Regions from separate parts of the Mus musculus genome. Here region 1 is linked to region 2. The links are chromatin contacts, called in public Hi-C maps. All regions are on one chromosome and are shown on one strand. The core of a region is the stretch at or near the end of the contact, and the rest is flanking DNA. Distances in the headings are between cores, read along the strand shown.

Region 1 (3,657 bases), core at 718-3,217, 250 kb after region 2:
ACTCTACAAAATCTTTCCTTTCCTTCCCTGTGCTCCTTGAAAGAAACATGAGAGGTGGGGGAGGGTGACACACCCTTCCCCCCACAGCATTTACTCTCCTGGCCAAGCCCTTTGGGGAAGGATTCTCATCTGGGTCCACAGTGAGCGATCAACACTCAGATTTTTTTCCTTTTGAGTCCAGCAACCCACTGGTTACAATTTCCATTTTGCTATCTCGTGTGTAATTACTTCCTCTAGATTGAAAACATTCACTCCTGGAGGGGTGCTCCCATAGACCTAAGAAGAAAACACAACTCACAAATCTCAGAAAGTTCCTGAAAATTTCAAGATTCATGCTCCCCTACCCTCAAGACTATATAAGCAGTAACAATTTCAGGAGGTTCTGTGTAAATCTCCCTCAGGATGCTCAGGGAGGCAGCTTTCATGAGCTGTCACCCCTGTTGGGTAGGTTTTGGTGTTGCACCTGACTTCCCCGTCATCCATACTCCAGTAGGTAACTGCTCACCTGCGCTCTGTAAGGAACCTCGATGCATTCGCTGGCTGGCTAAGCTAACCTTGGGCAGGATTGTTTCTTTGGTCCTTTGTTGGAATGCTGTGTAGGGTGAATAGATGATCACATCTCACATCATGTGCTGCGCTACTCTACTGGGTCCTGCAGAGGGTTTTTTTTTTTTTTTTTTGGTTGATTATTTCTAATTGTCTCCCTACATCAAAACAAAACAAAAGAACAAAGCAAAAACAAAACAGATGGAACAGGTGGGCTCTATTGTCAGTCAGGATGGATTCTGAGTGCTTGCTGTAAGGAGGAGTATGGGGGACTTAGTTCTCATGTGAATTTATTTTAAGGGACTCTCGGGTCAGGGCATAGAAAAAAACCAGAAGCAAGTCTCTCAGGCTGCCTAATCAGAAACCATTACTATTAGCTAACCACGTGTATCCTTGAGTTAAAGTTTTACTTTTTCCATAAACACCATCTGCAAACAGTGTAGTCATAGGTAGTACTGGGATGTGTCAAGTCTGGGGCTATACACTGTGTCACTCATGCCCTTTGGCATACATGCTTCTGCCCACGTGGCCAGGCAAGAAAGATCTTCTCAGTCTGTTTTCCTAAAGGACCTTTGTCCGACTTTGATGGGCAAACAAGAATCATGTTTCCAGGGACACACACACACACACACACACACACACACACACACGTTCTACAGTGACATTTTGTTGTTGTTTGTTTTGAGATAGGGTCTCACTAAGTAGCCCTAACTATCCTGAAACTCACTATGTAGACCAGGGTGGCCTCGAACTCACAGAGAACCTTCAGCCTCGGCCTTTTTAGTCCTGAGATTAAAGGCATGTACCACCATGCCTGGCCCAGGGCATATTTTTAAATGAGGAAATGGGGACCAAAGGAAGGAACATGTAGCTGTGGTGAGAGGTTGGGTTGACCTCTTAACTTTCTGAGAAGCCATAGTTCTTGGGAAGTTGACATTGAGTTATTTAGCTGTGTGATTTAATGGCATATAAAGTTGGAATGGATACACTCATTCAATTGATACTTTTTCCTTGTGCCAATACTGTGCTAAATGTCAGGACACAATGGATCAAATGACATCTTACGTTTATTTGGGGAGAGAGACAAATAATCACCACAGAGTTAAATACATAACTGGAAATTATGTGGAGAGGCAGGAGACTGAAGGAGCCAGCACTGTAAAGAGCACGGTGGCAGAGTGGGGAGAGACTGATACCTTGGAGTAAGTATCTAAGGATGTATGGAGAGTGCTCTCTCTGGGACTGAATGGAAGGCTGTCCTCAGGCAGGAGGATCATGTGTGGGACAGAGCGTGCTTCTGCTTTAATCCATTTCATATTGTGAAAACTTTCCAAAGCCTGAAAGAGAAACACAACATCCCCTGCACTTAGAACATCTACTTCCTCAGTGTAGTCTGGCCAGAAATGTGTCAAGAGCAAGCCTTCAAAGGGGCAGATGTCAGCCCTCTGGCCTGTAAACAAAATGCCCAAGATATTTCCCCGAGGCTTGAGGCCAGTTTGTAATTTGGCTTTTTCCTCATCCTGGATGAATTTCCAAACATAGTAAAACGGCCTGTGATGAAATATAGTTCAAACGACAAGGCAAAGAGCAACTCAGGTCCTCAAAACACTCTCATTAAGGAAAAAGGCACAGATAAAACTCTTTCCACCAATGGTGTGCTAGTGTGAGGCAGTAAAATGACAGTGCCCGGACCCCACACGTAAGTCACACAACTGCCACTACTTGGAGACCTAAATAAGGTAACTGCAGGCTTTCCATATCTGATTTTAACCCACTCAACCAACTTGATTCCTCTGGGTCATTTAGCTATTTCTGTAAGTGAAAAGGACTACATTAATTGTGTTCTCCTTCTTCTTCTTAAACAAACAAACAAACAAACAAAAAAACCTAGTGGATGCCAAAGTCATCAACACCTCGGGGCTGCTTTCCTAAATGAAGGTTCCCCCAGCCTAAGAATACAGATAGTTCTTTCTTCATTAATCTAGAAGGGGTAAGCCACTAGACCCAAGCAGGGTGGAAATGACAGGGGCCGTGTCTTCTTGACTCTTACCCCCCCACTGCAACTGGAAGTGTGGGCTCTGCTTGCTGGCGACATCATTCTGCAGGTAAGAGAAAGCACAGGTGTTTATACAATCTCATCTATAAAAGGACTCATGTTTTATCTGAAAACTAGTTTCCTTTATTTTACCTTTAGACATCTGGCTAAATGTCTCTAGGGATGGATGCTCACTTGGAAGCAAGTTCCCTGACAGCTGCCATTGGAGGTAGAGTCTTTGCTCTTTCCTTCCAAAAATAGCAGTAATATCATTATTTGGACCACATTCTGTGTTGCAGGGCTGTGTCAAGAGAGTTCATATTTGTTGTTTCTAATGCTTCCAAGCAGCTAAGAAGTGATCATCTCACATACTTTAAAGGTGAAAAACTCAGGCAAGGTCACAAAACTCAGAAGAGAGGTCACTTTGGCTGAACTCAACACATAGGCCCATTTCCAGACAATACACATAGCTATTCAAATCTGTGCATTTAATGTCACCTCTTAGATTGGGTTCTTGGTTTCTCTATTCATATCTCATGAAACATGCTCTCTAGCACTCTCAGATTATGTTATGACTATGCCTTTGTAAGGTCTTATCTATTTTGTTTGTGTGTCTATTCATCTATCATAATCTATCTATCTATCTATCTATCTATCTATCTATCTTTCTTTCTTTCTTTCTATCTTTCTTTCTATCTATCTATCTATCTATCTATCTATCTATCATCTATCTATCTCCCTCTACTTATCATCTGTCCACCATTCCTATCTGTCTATCTGTCTATGTATGTATGTATGTATGTATGTATGTATGTATGTATGTACCTATCTATCTATCTATCTATCTATCTATCTATCTATCTATCTACCATTTGTTTTATCATCCATCTACCAACCTATTGAATCTATTACCTAATTTTTATCTATATCTAAAGAAGAAATGAAGTTCTAGACTACATGTAGTATCCCAACTGAGATATGTTCATCACAATGAAGCTTCTTTGAGTCTTTTACTAATACTGTTATTTTTATATAATATTGCAATATATCAGTTAAGACATAGTTTTAAATAGGTT
Region 2 (3,321 bases), core at 544-3,043:
CTTCTCACGCACATTTCAAATCTTTTAAATTCGTACAGTGTAGGGTGTTCTTTTTTTTTTTTTTTTCTCTTTTTAATTTTATTTTTATATTTATTTTTGAGACAGGGCTGGCTGTCTTGGAACTAGTCTGTAGACCAATCTGGTCCCAAACTCAGATTTGCCTCTTGTCTCCCTAGTCCTGGGAATAAAGGTGTGCACCACCACTGCCCAGCAATACAGTGCAGTTTATGGCATTTTGAACTTTCTAGAGTTCAAGTGATGGCAAATAATCATGAAATTGTGGTTTGAATGGTTAGGATAGACAGTTTATGAAGGTATTTCGGCCACCTATTTGCCAAACAAATTATTAAACGCTGTCATTTTGTTATTCTGTATTGCTTCATGTGTGACTTGTAGACATGCAAGTGTTATTTTCCTTATGAAGTTTTTTTGAGCTTTCCCCATGGGTCAGACCAGACATTCAAACATGGGCTTCCTTTGAGCAAACTGACTTTTTTTTAAAAGCATAAGTAGTGATAGACAGGTTTTAGGGTTACTCTCTGCACCTCCCCCTCCCCGCCCCCATTTAGTTCTGTTTGGCCTTTCAGACACGGTACAGAAGGTCTCATTTGTGCAGCCCCAAGAGGTCCATTTTGGATGGTTGATGTTACATTTTAACAGCCTCACCTCTAAACCTGACAACTTTTATACTAGAGAAATGGCCTGGCAGCAGGCATTAGTTTAGTGTGAAAATACTGCGGCATTAGTCCTGATCATCAGATTCTGAAGAAGCTAACGATTAATTATTTTCTAGACTTAGTACTTTAATAAACATATAATTTTTTTTATTTGCACCACTGACCAGGGTGTTTTGTAATTCTTGGTGTTTGGTCCTAAGTTTGCAGGGAGTTTAACATCTGCCAGGGCCTGGGCTGGCTCTTTTCTTCCTGTTATAATTTACCTGCCTATCTATGTACAAAGTAGCAGTTCTTGTTATATAATTCTAAAATAAGCAAATGTCCCCAGGGGTTGAGCAACTTGCCCTTCCTAGGTCAGACAGCTAGAGAAACTCATTCAAGCCTGGGGCTCGTCTTCAGCTCGGATCACGTTCTTTATCGCGTGCTACCTTCTGACAACGCTGGAGGATCTAGTAGAATGTGTTTCCCTCAAGTTTGTAATCGATGGGCCTCCATTGACTGCATTTTTGTTTTTGTTGATATTCAGTCTTACTGCATAGCTTTGGTCAGCTTGAAATTGTCTATATCCCAGGTTGTCTTGGACATTAGATTGATTCTTCTACCACTCACCTGGTTAGAAATGCCATTTTGAGACAGTATCTTAACCTGTTTGCCTGCTAACACAAAATGTTTCACACTGTAGTTTAAAGCAACAGAAATTTACTTCAACATTTCTTGGAGCAAGCAGACAGAAATAGGATCTTGCTATGTGGTCCTTACTGGCCTGGCCTGTAACTCAATGTGTAGCCCAGGGTGGCTGTGAACTGGATCCTGCCCCAGCCTCTTACCATGCTCAAATCATGGGTATGTGTCATGTTGCCTGGCCATTTCATACGTATCTGAAAGCTGGCAGGTTCCAGGTACAAGGCACTGTGAGGATCTGTGATTCTGGGCTGGCTTTCTGAGCACTGCTCATATGCTAAAGGGATGAAGGGGGAGGGCTAAATGCTGCTTAAAGCTTTTTATTGCTGCTATTTTTGAAAATTTATTATATATATTTGTGTGGGGTGGTTGTGCACTCGGAGGTGGAGGTCAGAGGACAGTTTATAGGAGTCAGTTCTGCTGTGTGGGTGTGGGTGTCAGGGGTTGAGCAATAATAGGTCATCAGACTTAGTGGCAAGTGCCTTTCCCTTCTGAGCCATCATGCTGACTGCCTGCCCTTTTGTTTTTGACATTGTCTGACCATGGAGACCCAGGTAAGTTTTAGTCACTTATCCTCCTGCCTCAGCTTCGCACTGAGTGCTGGGATTACAGGCCATGACACCATGCCCAAATTCTAAGTTGTTTCTCTCCCCCCTGATATTGTAACTAAACTATATAGTTATACTTACAAACTATAACTGAGCAGTCCTCGGACCTTTTGCAATAGGCAAGGCAACCCCATTCTCCAGGGAGCCCGTGAGCTAATACCTTTAGAAGTCTCACCTTTAAAAGTTGTCATTGGCAATTCTCTTAAATCTTAGGTGCAGGAGACACTTTGGACAAGCACAGCAGGTGGCAGAAGCTCATGGCAGCTTAGCTCTCCAAAAGTGTGTCGAGGTGCAGAAAAGTTGGGATGGCAGGGTGGCACATACTCCAAATGCTAGTTCGCAGGAGGCTGAGGCAGGAGGATTGAGAATTTAAGGCCAGTTTGGGCTGTTGTTCCAGGAAACAAGTTTGGTAAGACTAGAGATTTGTAGATTTTTTTCTTTCCAGAAGCTCTCTACCCTTGAAACATTTGAAATACTTCTATGAGGAAGGTAGCACCACCTCCATCCCCAAAAGGACCAGCTAGGTCTAAAATAGACCATCTGCGGGGTTGGGGTAGACATGAGTCTTCGCTGTAACAGTGTGAGGTTTGCAATATTGCGGGAGCCCACTGTTCCATCATTAGGCATTTGAATCAGTTTTGTGCCAGCGCTAGGCATGGGGAGGCATGCATGCAAACCTTGTTCTTTGACCATTTTGAACTTATGGCTTATGATGGTTCATGTTGTAGGTGTCTCATGATGTTCCAGTGAGGTCTGGTGCTGTGTGCGTGCGTGTGTGGGTGGAGTTTTGAAGTCAATGACCCGGTGGGCTGGGGACATTGCTCAGCCTTAACTTTCCCCTGGAATGCCTAATGCCTTTCATTTTCTGAATCTGTTTTCAGCCTTGGCTTTGAAGCTTTTTGCACAGTTCCCACCACAGGTGGCACTTTTCTGGGACTTCTTCATACCATCTGTATCTTAGTTCATTTTCTTCTCCCAGTAACGGGTTTCCTTTGGTTGTTAATAATGACTTCAGTCATAGTCTCTCACCATTTAAATAGTAAGTTAATTAATAGCAGTTGAGTTCAGAGGTTTTAGACATACCAGAGCAAAGTGTCATTTCTTATGTTTTATTTTTTAGATTTATTTACTTTTATTTATATGAGTACATTGTAGCTGTCTTCAGACACACACCAGAAGAGTCCATCGGATCCCATTACGGATGGTTGTGAGCCACCATGTGAGAATTGAACTCAGACACCTCTGGAAGAGCAGTCAGTGCTCTTAACCACTGAGCCATCTCTCCTGCCCCATTTATTATGTTTTATATCCTGTGTTAAGTATGCCAGGAAGATAGCATACCACAGTGATGACTG

Evidence for each region. A called contact is a pair of places that touch in the nucleus more often than the background predicts.
Region 1: a contact with region 2 is called in a Hi-C map of liver, with 4 times the contacts expected there. The contact joins two enhancer-like sites. A contact is called at or near these places in 1 of 484 Hi-C or Micro-C datasets (liver), 2 of 115 datasets of contacts at active chromatin or transcription factors (embryonic hindbrain and embryonic stem cells) and 1 of 9 other capture datasets (pancreatic islet).

Annotation. Positions count from the first base shown.
Region 1 is chr4:101,673,959-101,677,615 of GRCm38.p6, forward strand. No RefSeq gene overlaps it. Among named protein-coding and RNA genes, the nearest start is that of Leprot, 28 kb to the left of the region's middle. Within about 2 kb of position 1,968, at least 26 of the 459 cell types and tissues checked have an H3K27ac peak or open chromatin away from gene starts, as enhancers often do. A contact at or near this core is called in liver, where this site is marked.
Region 2 is chr4:101,427,473-101,430,793 of GRCm38.p6, forward strand. All of the region lies in intron 1 of Ak4 (adenylate kinase 4), which reads left to right. Among named protein-coding and RNA genes, the nearest start is that of Ak4, 9.4 kb to the left of the region's middle. Within about 2 kb of position 1,794, at least 4 of the 459 cell types and tissues checked have an H3K27ac peak or open chromatin away from gene starts, as enhancers often do. A contact at or near this core is called in liver, where this site is marked.